Linked DNA regions of Mus musculus: regions 2, 3 and 4 are each linked to region 1. A link is a contact called in public promoter capture Hi-C data. All regions are on one chromosome and are shown on one strand. The core of a region is the stretch at or near the end of the contact, and the rest is flanking DNA. Distances in the headings are between cores, read along the strand shown.

What was found. Promoter capture Hi-C pulls out the DNA fragments that hold promoters and counts their contacts. Capture Hi-C pulls out chosen DNA fragments and counts their contacts.
Region 2: a promoter capture Hi-C map of pancreatic islet shows a contact between it and region 1, with 2.6 times the contacts expected there. The contact joins the promoter of Scp2 here to the promoter of Magoh in region 1. A contact is called at or near these places in 7 of 39 promoter capture datasets (the 3T3-L1 cell line, the C10 cell line, embryonic stem cells and 3 more), 5 of 484 Hi-C or Micro-C datasets (CD4 T cells, the HL-1 cell line, LSK cells and 2 more), 9 of 115 datasets of contacts at active chromatin or transcription factors (bone marrow-derived macrophages, effector CD8 T cells, embryonic stem cells and 6 more) and 3 of 9 other capture datasets (adipose tissue, liver and pancreatic islet).
Region 3: a contact with region 1 is called in a promoter capture Hi-C map of pre-B cells, with 2.4 times the contacts expected there. The contact joins the enhancer-like site here to the promoter of Magoh in region 1. A contact is called at or near these places in 7 of 39 promoter capture datasets (the 3T3-L1 cell line, the C10 cell line, the HPC-7 cell line and 3 more), 9 of 484 Hi-C or Micro-C datasets (CD4 T cells, Th2 cells, double positive thymocytes and 4 more), 5 of 115 datasets of contacts at active chromatin or transcription factors (bone marrow-derived macrophages, effector CD8 T cells, embryonic stem cells and 2 more) and 3 of 9 other capture datasets (adipose tissue, liver and pancreatic islet).
Region 4: a contact with region 1 is called in a promoter capture Hi-C map of hippocampal neurons, with 5 times the contacts expected there. The contact joins the enhancer-like site here to the promoter of Magoh in region 1. A contact is called at or near these places in 19 of 39 promoter capture datasets (the 3T3-L1 cell line, the C10 cell line, the HPC-7 cell line and 12 more), 1 of 15 datasets of contacts at CTCF or cohesin (embryonic stem cells), 1 of 484 Hi-C or Micro-C datasets (embryonic stem cells), 18 of 115 datasets of contacts at active chromatin or transcription factors (the 230-238 cell line, CD8 T cells, bone marrow-derived macrophages and 10 more) and 3 of 9 other capture datasets (adipose tissue, liver and pancreatic islet).

The regions. Positions count from the first base shown.
Region 1 is chr4:107,878,081-107,881,223 of GRCm38.p6, forward strand. It overlaps Magoh (mago homolog, exon junction complex core component), which reads left to right and starts at 1,675. Exons shown (of 5, transcript NM_001282737.1): 1 at 1,675-1,865; 2 at 2,813-2,871. The coding sequence starts at 1,778.
Region 2 is chr4:108,116,926-108,120,068 of GRCm38.p6, forward strand. Scp2 (sterol carrier protein 2, liver) reads right to left here and starts at 1,622. Exons shown (of 16, transcript NM_011327.4): 1 at 1,454-1,622. The coding sequence starts at 1,522.
Region 3 is chr4:108,069,885-108,073,027 of GRCm38.p6, forward strand. It overlaps Scp2 (sterol carrier protein 2, liver), which reads right to left. Exons shown (of 16, transcript NM_011327.4): 12 at 1,373-1,526. Among named protein-coding and RNA genes, the nearest start is that of Mir6397, 16 kb to the right of the region's middle. Within about 2 kb of position 1,562, at least 364 of the 459 cell types and tissues checked have an H3K27ac peak or open chromatin away from gene starts, as enhancers often do. A contact at or near this core is called in the HPC-7 cell line, adipose tissue, bone marrow-derived macrophages and 9 more, where this site is marked.
Region 4 is chr4:107,736,437-107,739,579 of GRCm38.p6, forward strand. The region is part of intron 3 of 1700047F07Rik (a long non-coding RNA gene); the gene reads left to right. Among named protein-coding and RNA genes, the nearest start is that of Gm12907, 21 kb to the right of the region's middle. Within about 2 kb of position 1,690, at least 57 of the 459 cell types and tissues checked have an H3K27ac peak or open chromatin away from gene starts, as enhancers often do. A contact at or near this core is called in forebrain, hippocampal neurons, stem cell-derived epiblast-like cells and 1 more, where this site is marked.

The DNA.
Region 1 (3,143 bases), core at 425-2,924:
CTTTCTAAAGTGCAGTAGGAGCCAGGCAAGGTGGTGGCACACGCCTTTAATACCAGGACTCCTCTAGAGTCCTGCAAAGGCAGGTGGATATCTGTACCCCAGCCCAGTCTGGCCAATATAGTGAGTTTCAGGCCAGCCAGGGCTACACAGCCAGACCCTGTCTCAGAGAACAAGAAACAAACCAGTGGCAGGGCAGAGAGTGGTGAGACGACATCTCTGGTAACGATGTGTGTCAATTCTTTTTTTTTGAGACAGGGTTTCTCTGGCTGTCCTGGATCTCACTCGGTAGACCAGGTTGCCCTCGAACTCAGAAATCCGCCTGCCTCTGCCTCCTGAGTGCTGGGATTAAAGGCATGTGCCACCACACCTGTCGTGTGTCAATCTTCTATGACTAGAATTTACCGTATTTCACCTACTTGACCTTAAAATTCCCGCACCAGAAATTTGACCTTTCACAGAGGTCAACTTTGGCTCTTGAAAATGAACCTCTTGGGTAGTGGTCTCCACATTTGACCCACCTCGTTTTTGTTTCAGTTTGTGTGTGTGTATCTTACTTGGTAGTCCTGACTGGCCTGGAACTCACTATGCAAAGAGCAGTCTAGGCTTAAACTCACAGAGGTCTACTCCACTCTGCCTCTGAAGTGCTGGGATCAAAGGCATTGGCCACCATGCCCAGTTCTCACCTGGGTATTTTTTTAGAGGCTTCAGTGAAACTGGATTCTGTCAGCATGTGGCTAGGGCTGAGAATCGCTGCTAAATAAGATGACCAGTAGGAGCCGGGCGGTGGTGGCGCACACCTTTAATCCCAGCACTTGGCAGAGGCAGGTGGATTTCTGAGTTTGAGGCCAGCCTGGTCTACAGAGTCAGTTCCAGGACAGCCGGGGCTACACAGAGAAACCCTGTCTCGAAAAACAAAACAAAACAAGACAAAAAAGCCTAGTAGGGATCCAACATTCATTTAACCGACCCACAACACCTATCTAGACATGTTAGCTTGAAAGGGAAGAATGAAAGGCAACTCGTTCATGAGTGGTGACCCTCGTGAGGATGAGGTAGGAGGGTTTGTGGTTTCAGGTCAGTCTGGATCAGGTAGCAGTACTCTGCCTACACGTAAAATAAAGAAATAGCAGAAAGGGATGTTAGCTAAATGCAGGCAAGTTTCAGGCAACATTGTGGAATGGGAAAGGAGTCATTCTTAAAAGACAGCTAAGTAAAGCCAACTTTATTTTTCGGGACAGGGTCTTAGTATGCAGCCACTGGTCTCAAACTCTCATTACGCTCTTTAGACATTTACTACTAATCTCCCGCCTCAGAGCCACCTCCTGATCTACACACTGGGGAGTGGAAGAAGGCGGGGGATGGGGGTGGCAGCGTACTCATAGATGAGCAAATCATTTTGCCTCCTTTTACTGTGGAAACCCATCTAGGTTCAGAGTGTGAATAACCTCGTTCGACTCACTTGTCTCTTTAAATTGAGGTTGCGCCTGACAGGACTCTAGCGCTCAGTGTTGGGCTGAAACCCAGATGCAGTTCTCGGATCCCAAGATCTTCCAGAACTCTCGATATACAACCAAGGGGGCGTGGCGATCTTGACCCAGCGTCTAGGGGAGGGGGCGTGGTAATCTCGTTCCCGCCTCCGGAGAGTGAGAAACTCTTAGTGTCGCGGTGGCAGACGTCATTTCCGCGCGCCACCATTACGCCAGTATAAGACGTAGACCGCAGGCCGTGGTAGTGTCATCCGTTCCTAAAGTTCCGTCCTCCTTGTCCCTTGCGAGGCATGGAGAGTGACTTTTACCTGCGTTACTACGTGGGCCACAAAGGCAAGTTCGGTCATGAGTTCCTGGAGTTTGAATTCCGACCTGACGGTAAGAGCGGCCTCCCGGCTGCGGGCAGTGGGACCGGCCCCGGGGAGGGCGGAGAGAAGGCGGGCTGCGGAATGTGGCGAAGCGAAGCAAGGGACGCCGACCACCGTGCTGTTGGGTCGTGAAAGAGGCATTCTTTTGTCGGCTTCATTGGTTCTTTCTCTTCATCCGCTGGCGATTCTCCTTCGTAGCTTTTTAAAAAGCCAGGTTGCTTACATTCAACAAAGATTTAATGTCCATCTGAGAATGGGCTGTTTGTTTTCCAGTCTGGGGACAGAGCAACAAAAATAAATTTTCCCCTCTCGTGGAACATGTGTTTCAGAGCCGGAAGAAACCACAGCGATCTCTTGTAGTGTGGAGTGATCAAAAAGTAAGGTCGCTTTTAAAGAGCAGTCTGAGGAGTGTGAATTTGAATTAAGCCGTAATTGAAAAGGGATCAATTTTTGAAGTACAGGAAGAAAAGCATCTACAGGAGTAGCAAGTGTCATAGGACCTCAAAGAGCCAGACATATCCAGGTGGTCACTGGGGTGACTGAGAGACAGTAGTAGGGGGTGATGTTAGTCAAGAGCCTCGCTATACAGGTGTTTGTAGTGCTTGCTTGCATACAGCTTCCTTAGTTTTCAAAGTCCTTTCCCAACCCAGTTGAACATCAGCATGTTCTTCTCTGTGCAGCTAAGATAGCATTAAAATTCCTGTTTACAGCTGAGAACGTGTTCTTTTGCTACATCATGGCAGCCTTTTCCCGGGACTCTAGTTTACTGTCAGGTCCTTCTTCTGTTGTTCAGTAGTTTCAAGTGAAGTACCAAAAACACTACTATCACAGCTGGGAAATGGGTTGAAACATTCGATATAATTTAGGCAAAGCTCATATTCTTTGGAGGGTAATGGTGCTTTGTTCATGTTTTCTAATACGTTGCATTCTTTTTTTTTTTTCTTTTTTCTTCCGAAGGTAAATTGCGATACGCCAACAACAGCAATTACAAAAATGACGTCATGATCAGGAAAGAGGTACAGACCTTTCCTTCACTACGACTTAGCCTTTGGTTTCCCATTGCTTATGTTCTCTCTGGTAATGAAAGATGAAGTGTAGGAAGCGAGCACTTATTTCTAAGCAGCTAGATTATTTCTCTGATTCACTCCCCCCCCCCCCCCAGTGCTGAATCAAAAGCTAGTAAGTGTTTGAAATCTGTGTGTCTTGGTTTGTACCCTCGGTGTGCCCCATACTGACCATGTGACCTCAAAACAAGTTCTCTGGCTGAACTTGGTCTCTGTGTTTTCAT
Region 2 (3,143 bases), core at 372-2,871, 240 kb after region 1:
TTCTCTTCCCTAAGGAATATTAATATCCCCTTCACCTCCACCTCCCAACTAGAAAAAAATTAAACATATCTTTTTTTTTTTTTCAGAAACTATGCTTTTTCTATACAGCCCATATAAACAGACATTAAGCAATCATGGGAAGACACTTTAAAATGGAACAACATACTAGCAGGGCATGGGGATCAGGGACACTTGCAGGTTCAGAGGGGGGGGGGCAGTTTGAGAGACTGAATCAGAAGTTTAAAGCCAGCCAGGGCCATATAAGATACTTTTTTAAAAAAAAATCTAGAGAATATTCTGGAAAGTTTTACTGCCCACCTACTTACTATATGAGAAGCTCCCCCTCTGAGAAACAGTGGGATGCCCTTTAAGTTTTAGAACATATTAGTCAACTTTTCTATTTACATGTTTTGAATAAATTATTTGTTTTCACCTGTTACTAAGATAATGTAAAATTTGGGTTTTGTTTTTTTTTTTTACAGTACAAAAAGATTCTTCACAGTAACTCTTTCACCAGTAAATCCATTTAATATCAATCATCTAACATTCACTGTCATTAGGCACGAGTGATTTATCACTGTGAGTGATACAGCAGTAAATAATTGTGGTACCCACCCTGTAGCAATACATTAGGAGAATATAGTCATCTGAACAAAGAATCCCAGTGCATCAAAGTAAATTAGAGCTAAGCTCAAGGCTCTAGAGGTAAGAAAGACAAGATAGGGCTGGCGAGATGGCTCAACGGGTAAGAGAACTGACTGCTCTTCTGAAAGTCCTGGGTTCAAATCCCAGCAACCACATGTTTGTTTGTTTTGTTTTGTTTGTCGGTTTGGTTTGCTTTGTTTTGTGAAACAAGGTCTTGATATGATTCAGACTCGCAGCAGTTCTCCTGGCTGCATCTCCTAAAGCTCATACTAGAGATGTGAACCACCCGGCCGGCCTACTCGGGATTTAGAATCTAAGGAAGTGTGAGATTTGTGCTGTGTTGGGGGCTCCTTCACAGACTAAAAAGCTAGAATAAGCAAACAGGAAGGCGAATAAAAAAATGACTGAGAGGGGCTGGCGAGATGGCTCAGTGGTTAAGAGCACCGACTGCTTTTCCGAAGGTCCGGAGTTCAAATCCCAGCAACCACATGGTGGCTCACAACCATCCGTAACGAAATCTGATGCCCTCTTCTGGAGTATCTGAGGACAGCTACAATGTACTTACTTACATGTACTTACATATAATAAATAAATAAATCTTTAAAAAAAAAAAAAATGACTGAGAGAACAAGCCCAAGATACTGAGACCCTAGTGACAGCATCATACACCCTCAGGTCGCCTCTCTGGAGGGAAAGGTCAGAGGGACAGCAGCGCAGACTGTGACCGTCCCCTTGCCGCGCTTCCCTGTCGCCTCGGACTGCGGGGAATAACAGAGGCAGATCTCTCGCTGCTCACAACTCTGTTTACCTTGGTCATGCCAACGCCGACCACGAACACCCGGCGCAGGCGCGGAGATTTCAAAGCGACAGAAGGCATGGCTCCAGCAGCGAAGGTCTCCTACAGACTGAGGCTTTGCAGAACCAAAGCCGGGTCGGGTCCGATTATCCCAACCCCAGGCGTCGGGGGCGGGGCCGCAGCGTCAGGGGCGGGGCCGAGTTACGGGAACCGACCGGAGGAGGCAGGGTAGAGGATGTACGCATGCGTGGCGATCCTAGAGCCAAGTCCTTTATGGGTTCTTTTGACCTACTGTGTTAGACTCAGGCAAAGTTTCTCAAGGAGGCCTCGGTTTCTGTGCTTCCTCTTTTTACAGTGAGAGAGGGAAGGCCTAAAATGGAAGCTCTGGCCTCAGAGGAAACTCAGAATCCTGTGGGGATTCTCTAGAGTGTTAGAGACGTTCTGTATGTGTGAGAGTAGTTACAACACGCAGTATATGAGCAAAAAGCACGATGTACACTAATAAAGTCAGAATTCTATGTGCGGATAAGATGTTTTTTAAAAATTAAGTCAGATCAGGGCTTAGTGGTTCACACCTTTAATATCTCCACACGAGAGGAAGAGGCAGGCAGATCTCTGCCAAAAATGGTACAAAGACCAAAATCCATCAAAGACCTGGTCCATAGTTCCAGGAAACAGGAAAGTCTCTAAATGTGGTAACCTTACGTTTTGGCTTCCGTAGTTCTGTTTCTTGCTAATTGAAGTGTGCCAACCAGAATGTGGGTTTCCATGATTGGACAAGTATCCTCTGTAGCCAGGAGCCATCAATACGAAGTTTGTTCTCAGCCTTAAGAGTGTCTGTGTCGGGCTGGAAAGATGGCTCAGCGGTTAAGAGCACTGACTGTTCTTAAAGGTACTGAGTTCAAATCCCAGCAACCACGTGGTGGTTCACAACCATCCGAAATGCGATCTGATGCCCTCTTCTGGGGTGTCTGAAGACAGCTACAGTCATAAATAAATAAATAAATAAATAAATAGGAAAAAAAGGTATATATTACTATCCCCTAAACTTAAAAAAAAAAAAAAAAAAAAAAGAGTGTCTGTGTCTCTATTACTATCCCCTTTAAAAGAAAAAAAAAAAGAGTTTCTGTGTCTGAGCTGGCGAGATGGCTCAGCGGGTAAGAACACTGCTCTTCTGAAGGTCCTGAGTTGAGATCTGACGCCCTCTTCTGGTGTGTCTGAAGACAGCTACAGTGCACTTATGTATAATAATAAATAAATCTTAAAAAAAAAAAAAAAAACAGACTGTCTGTGTGCTGTTCTCTGGTGGACATGCCTCAAAACAAATTCAAGTCCAGCCTGGAATCATCTGCAAAGTGAGACCCTGTCTCAAAAAAAAAAAAAAAAAAAAAGAAGAAGAAGAAGAAGAAGTTATAATGTGCATGGGGGGGGCTAACTTGCTCTGTAGACCAGGCTGGCCTCACATACAGAAATCCGCCTGTCTCTGCCTCCCAAGAGCTGGGATTAAAGACTTGGGCCATTACTGCCCAGCAACTATGCATATTTTTTTGTAACAGCCAGTCAAGCATAATCCGATCGGTCAGACCATGTCTGGTAAAGCGACTGCTCGTCTGTTACTATTTCTTTACTGTCCTTCCATTGTTCTAGCTGTAAATATTGTCCATGTTCGAAAGCTGAGCTCCCTGAGCCTCTTTTGATTATG
Region 3 (3,143 bases), core at 312-2,811, 190 kb after region 1:
GCACATACTAAAATGGTGAAGCAAGAAACTCACTGCCTCTAATACAAAGCTAGCCTGGTCTGGTCTAAGGTGTGAGACTGCTTAAAAAAAAAAAAAAAGGCTGTGGACAAACTTCCTAATTTTACTCTAAAGAAAACGAAATATCTATGACAATTATACTGACTGTGTTGGCTTTTCATAGCTTGATTATTTTTCCCCTAAGGGGTTTCATCTCAAGTGTGAACTGCATGGTGTTCCAGGGTCATCAGCATAGAACTGATGAATCAGATTGAGGAAGAAACAAGATGAGCCCTCTAAGGACTGCAAAAGAGCATGGGTATTTGAAAGAAGAAACTCTTAAGTTTAAGATGTTATCTTAATGTTTGAAACAAAAACAAAATTCTGGGCAGAAAAAGAAGAGTGAGACCAGAGAGAGGAAAAACCATCCCGAAGTTTGTAAAAGTTAAAGACTATATAGTAGATAGTGGCCCCTATCCTTTGTAGGACAAACTGTATAAGAAAACGATTAAGTAATCACCAGGAATTTCAAGAGAAAAGGAGCACATTCGTGTTAAAAAGTTACAGGGTGGTTAAAGGAGGAAAGACATAGCTAGCCAAGGATAATCAACTCAGAACACACCAGACCTCCAAACAGACCCTGAGGTGGTTCACTGCGAAAGGCTCATCATGAAAGAGAATAATTAAAGCAAGAGGAAAAAAAGATTTTGTGGACTAAGAAAGATTCTCTGGTGTAAGATAACAGGGGCAAGGAGCCAGTGGAGGGAATGCTAGGAAGATTCAAGAGGGTATACATAGTAGCTAGTACAGGTGGTTGGAAACCACGCACACAGAGGAACGCTGGGCCTTGGAAAAGGAGGAAGAGAACCCGGAGAGGCTGCAAGGAAAACAGGAATCCCAGAAGGCTGGGACAAGAGGTAACGACAGAGGCAGAGACTGCAAAGACAGGAAGCAAGCAAGCCCCTGGAATTCCAACAGCAACGAGGGCTTGATTCAGAAACACATTTTCCAGGTTCCAATGGCACATGTAGTTGGTGGCTTTCTCTGACAGCAGCCAGAAGCCAAGGAGAAAGCCAACTGTGAGAAAGGCAAGCAAAAGGTGACTAGTCTACATTCCGCAGGCTTGTGGGCCAGCACTCCTGGCTTCGCTGCCTCTTTCTGAACAAATTTTCCTAAGGTTGTCTCGGCTTAAAAACTAAGTCTTAACTTTTAAAACCACGTTAACGAAGTTATGTCATACTTTCCCTTAAATGCTTAATATGTGGTTGGGGTTTGGTTTTTGTTGTTGTTGTTGTTGTTTGTTTTTTTTAATATGCAAGCGTCACTTATTGTAAAGCATGAGGACAAAAGTGACAGAACTTAGAATGTCACTTACCTGGCAGCTTCGGGAAAACCCATCCTGTAGAGGGTGACAACCACAGCTCCTCCGAGGCCTAGATTGTGCTGCAGAGCCACCTTTGCCCCGGGAACCTGCCTCTTTCCGGCTTCGCCTCTCAGCTGCCAGCAGAGCTCCGCGCACTGAGCCAGACCTGGCGAGTCGAGCACAGAGCGTCCCGGGCCGCGTTAGAGCGCAGACTCCGCCCACCCGCGCCAGCGAGCCGCTAGTTGGGACTTCCCGCCAAAGCCACGCACGCCTGCAGAGCTTAAAGCCCAAGATTCACAGCTAGTTCCCACGCTAAGAGAATTAGCATTTAAGAAAGACTCGAGTTCAGGAAATCAACACTTGCATTTTCAACCCATTTTTTTCCGGGTGTGTTGAAATGGAAAACACAGTGTCTAGTGGTGCACACTTTTAAACCCTGCACTCAGAAGACAGGCAGGCGGATCTCTTGAGAGTTCAAGGCCAGCCTGGTCTACAGTTTGAGTTCCAGGACAGCCAATGCCACAGCAAGATTCTGTCTCAAATAAATAAATAAATAAAATAAAATAAAAAGTGAAAGAAAATTTTGAGATGGGACATTTTGAAAAAGCAATGAGATCAAATTGAACTCAAGATGCTTGTGATATGAAGTGGGAAAATGAGGTGGGCGTAGGGAATGATCTACAACACTAAAAATATTTGAAGTAGTCATAAGGAATTCTTATTTTATATTTACTTAAAATACATGTAATACATATAAGTGTATTTGCATACATACATATGTATATACACTTTGTTTAAGTGATGCCATACCACTTGGGGTAATAGTGCCCGTTCCAGGAGCCACAGACTATCTAATAAAAAGCCCTGTGCCATGCATGAATTGTTTGGTCCAGGGAGATCAAGCTTGATTTCATCCCAGAAGTCAAAGGTAAGTGTCTATTGCGAAAGATAGCACACACACTTGAACACAGGACTCGAGAAGTCGAGCTGGAACTAATCCAAAAGCCTCCTGGGGCCTAGCTTTCATAGTACCAGAAGGTGCTATGCTATGCAAGCTGGAAGTGGGAGGAGGGCCAGGATCAACAGACCTAATCACCTGTGGTGCCTATGAGCCACAGAAATGATATCTCTACACAGCAAGATATCTCTAAAGGTTCAATAAAGACATGTAGTCCCTCCCACCTCTACCCCTCTGTGTAGCCTTGTCTGTCCTGGAACTAGTTCTGTAGACCAGGCTGGCCTAGAACTCACAGAGATCTGCCTGCCTCCCCAAAGTGCTCAGATTAAAAGCATGCACTACCAGTGCCCAGCTGACCTTTATATCTTGATGGTAAATATACACACTCACACATAATTAAAAATAAACCAAGGTGGGGTTGGGGGGAGACATGCTTTTAACCCCAGCACTCAGGAGGCAGAGGCAGGCAAATCTATGTTTGAGGCCATCTTGATCTACAGAGTGAGTTCCAGAACAGCCAGGGCTACACAGAGAAGCCCTGTCTTGAATAAACAAACAAATGAATAAAATAAATACATAAGTGAAATTAAAATAAATCTTGCAAAAGACTTAAATTAAATATGAGGGTGTGACAACCCTGGAGGGCAGACTCTGGCAAATGGAAGATGCTTCCATCACACCCCTGAGCATCTGTGACAGACTTTCATAGAGAAATGGTTCCATAGAAGAGAGAAATGAATAAATGATATAAATTTATTTTATATCATTTCTTAAATGATAATAAATGAACCAAAGAAGAAACAAAAGAAGAACACAGCAGCAAGG
Region 4 (3,143 bases), core at 440-2,939, 140 kb before region 1:
CACCTGCGGACTTTCCCAGTCTTGGCCCAGGTTCTCAGACTGGCAGGGGCTTGGACACAGTCTGAATCCCTCATGGACTCCTCAGAAATGCGTGCAGCAAGCAGCTCACACCCTGAGCTCTTAGAGGGAGGGAGGGAGGGAGGGAGGGAGGGAGGGAGGGAGGGAGGGAGGGAGGGAAGGAAGGAGGGGAGCTGCAGGTAGCTGAAGCAGCCAGAGAAGGTTCTAGCTCTCTGTTCCTTATAAGATGACCACTAACATCTGCTTCTGTTCACACAGAGTGTGGCCTATCTGAATGAGATGTGTGTATATGAATGAACGTGCTGTACACGCCGGGATCTTACAGCCTTGCTGTATACAAAGGACTTCAGGCTGTTAGGTTACCTTTAATCATTTTGGTCCCGCGTGCTTAAATGGTAACATTTTTAAAATGTTGTGCAAAATAAAAAATAATATTGAATTAATTTCACCGGACTCCTTTCACTATTTAAAAAAAAACTAAAGTTAGACACCATGACGTGTGCCTGTGGGCCCAGCTACTCAGATGGCTGAGCTGAGAGGATAATTTCAGACTAGGAGTTTGAGACTGTCTCAGAAAAATCAAATAAAAACTTGGCTGCTATTAATAGAACCATGAGGCACATACGTCGCCTCACATTTATGTCTCCTCAAGCTGGTGTGTGAGCAGAAGCAGAGTGGAGGAGCAGTCGGGGACACGGTACATACGTGTGTGGGGTGCTGGTCCTGACTCCGCTAATGACAAGCAAGGGCTGAAGGTTTTCACAGCTTCAAAGAGGGGTAAGAGTGGATGTCTCTGCAGCCTTCTGGAAAAGTAGAAGCTATGGGGCTGTGTTCATTGTGGGAGGGATGAAGCAGGGGAGTAAGGGTCAGAGAAGTAGCTGAGGAGTGCTACTGGCTTGCAGTGGTCCTCAGGATTTGGGGTTCAGAGAGCTGCTCCAGAAATCTACTTCAAAAGCCCAGCGTGTATCAGGGAGGAAAGTCTGAGACGCCCCAGGGATTGCTGGCACTGGGTCACACAGTTCCCAACTTTGAGTCCCTGACTCTCCTTAGCCAGGGCTCAGCTAGAAAGAGAGTGTCCCATAATGGCTGACGGTTCCCCTTCCTGCCCAGCGCCCCAGAATTCTTTCTATCTGAGCCACAAGACAGGGTGGCCACAGGAACCTGGGGCCTGGTGAATGGTAGGCATATTCTCTGTCACTGAGCCACACTCCCAGTCAGTCTGTGTTCGTAGCTGAGACAGCACACTTGTAGGCTCTGGAGGAACACACCAAAGTGTGCTGTATCCTACATCTGGCGGATCCCACTCAGTTGGTGCTGTGATCGGCAGGTCTCAGCCCCATCTTACAGGAGGGCAAACAAAACCCGGGAAGAGGACAAGGACATGTCCAAAGAGGCTCAGGCATTTCCCAGTGGGCAGACGCATTCTCTCTGCTGACAACAGAAAGAAAAACATCATTTTCAAATTTCTGTGAGCAGAGGCTTTTGGTCCTGGCCTCTCCTCTGAGCTGCACTACCCATGCCCAGGATGATAGCTCGCTCGGCAGGCCTGGAAGTCCTCAGACTTACAGAGCAGAGCAGGCCTGCAGCCAGCCAGCTCCTTGAGGCTCTGTCCACCCAACCCAGGCCTGCGCCCTGGAGGTGCCATTTGTCACTGTGGCCAGCAGGGGGCACTCCAGGACAGTCAACTTCTCAGGCCACGGCCACAGGCATCGCCCAGGAATTGTGTCCTCCATACAAACATTCAACCCAGGGTCCCCATTTTTCTTCTCTTCGTAAGGACTAGACAGCCAGATATCTTGAACACATCAGGTTTAGACAAGTGTTTACCCACCTGATGCCTTGAGCAGGCCTGATGCTTCAGAAGGAACTGTGAAAGTCCCTGACAGAAAAAAAAATTGCAAGATAACACTTAGCTAGGTAGGCAATCCACTTATCAAGGAGCGGGTCAGAGGCTCTTGGAGTTGCAATGAGGGAGGTGCTGATTCAAAGGGCTTCTCAGGGAACCCCTTTAATCATTCACCAGGATGGGGTCTGCATGGGAGAGAATTCGGAATGTCAGAGTCCTGCCCCCTCTCCTCCCCTTTAATATTCACAGGAAGAACTTGGCTCCCTAGACCCAGGAAAAGCCTGAATCCCAGGCCCAGTATGTGGGTTGGGTTCCATCCTAAAGTCAACTCTAAGGTGACTCAGAACTCTCCCACCCCCTGTGCACAGGGGAGAGTAAGGGGCCTGGGGTCCAGGGGCAGGTCTGATCTGGTTATTTCTGGCATTGAGCAGGAGAGCCCACTGTGCAGACACACAGGAGCCAAGTTCTGCACTGAGTAGATAGCGCACACAACACAGTGACTCCCACACCTGCTTAGGACTGGTACTAGTGATGACTGTGTGTGTTGTGTAAACTGTAATCCATGGTGCTCTCACTCGGCAGACCTTCGCAGCTTCCTGTTCACTGCTAGCTCGTTCCTGACTCAAGCAGGGTTGGCTGTTTCCTCTGGCATCCGTTTCTGGGACAGCTTGCCCACCTGAACAGAGGCATGGATGTCTTCCATCTCCTGCCTACCCAGGGCCTGTGGTCTAGGTGATGCCAAGCCACGGAGCTGAGCACATGCCCGGAGTAGACCCCCACACCTTGGGGAGGGGGGTGTCTTCAGAGGACGTCCAGGCCTGCCGAGCAACCTGGGTGACTAGGGGCAGTAGTGCAAGCCAGTCACAGTCCATGAAGCTGTTTGCATCTGTAGGGAAGGCTGCTCTCCCTGTTCTCCGTGATATGAGGAACTTAGAGCCCACTACTCTGACTGCCAACAAACAGCAAAGCACTGAGCCTGGGCTCCCTCAACATGGCTCCATCTCTGGATCCAGCCACAACAGAGGGGAGCCCTCAACCTTTAAGTCCTGTGAGCCAATATTCTCAGTCTTTTTCTTCAGCTTAAGAAGTAAGCTTGTCACGCACAGCTAAAAAGCTCTTGTCTCTTATGGAACCTTTCAGAAGGCCTGAGCTTGGGCAAGTATTAGGCAGATCTGAGAAGAATTTAGCATGTGTCCTCAGTGGGACCCCTGACTGACTGGATCTGGGGAGAGAGCGAGAGAAAGGAACACAGAGTGTGGTACGAAGCCACCAAGGTGTG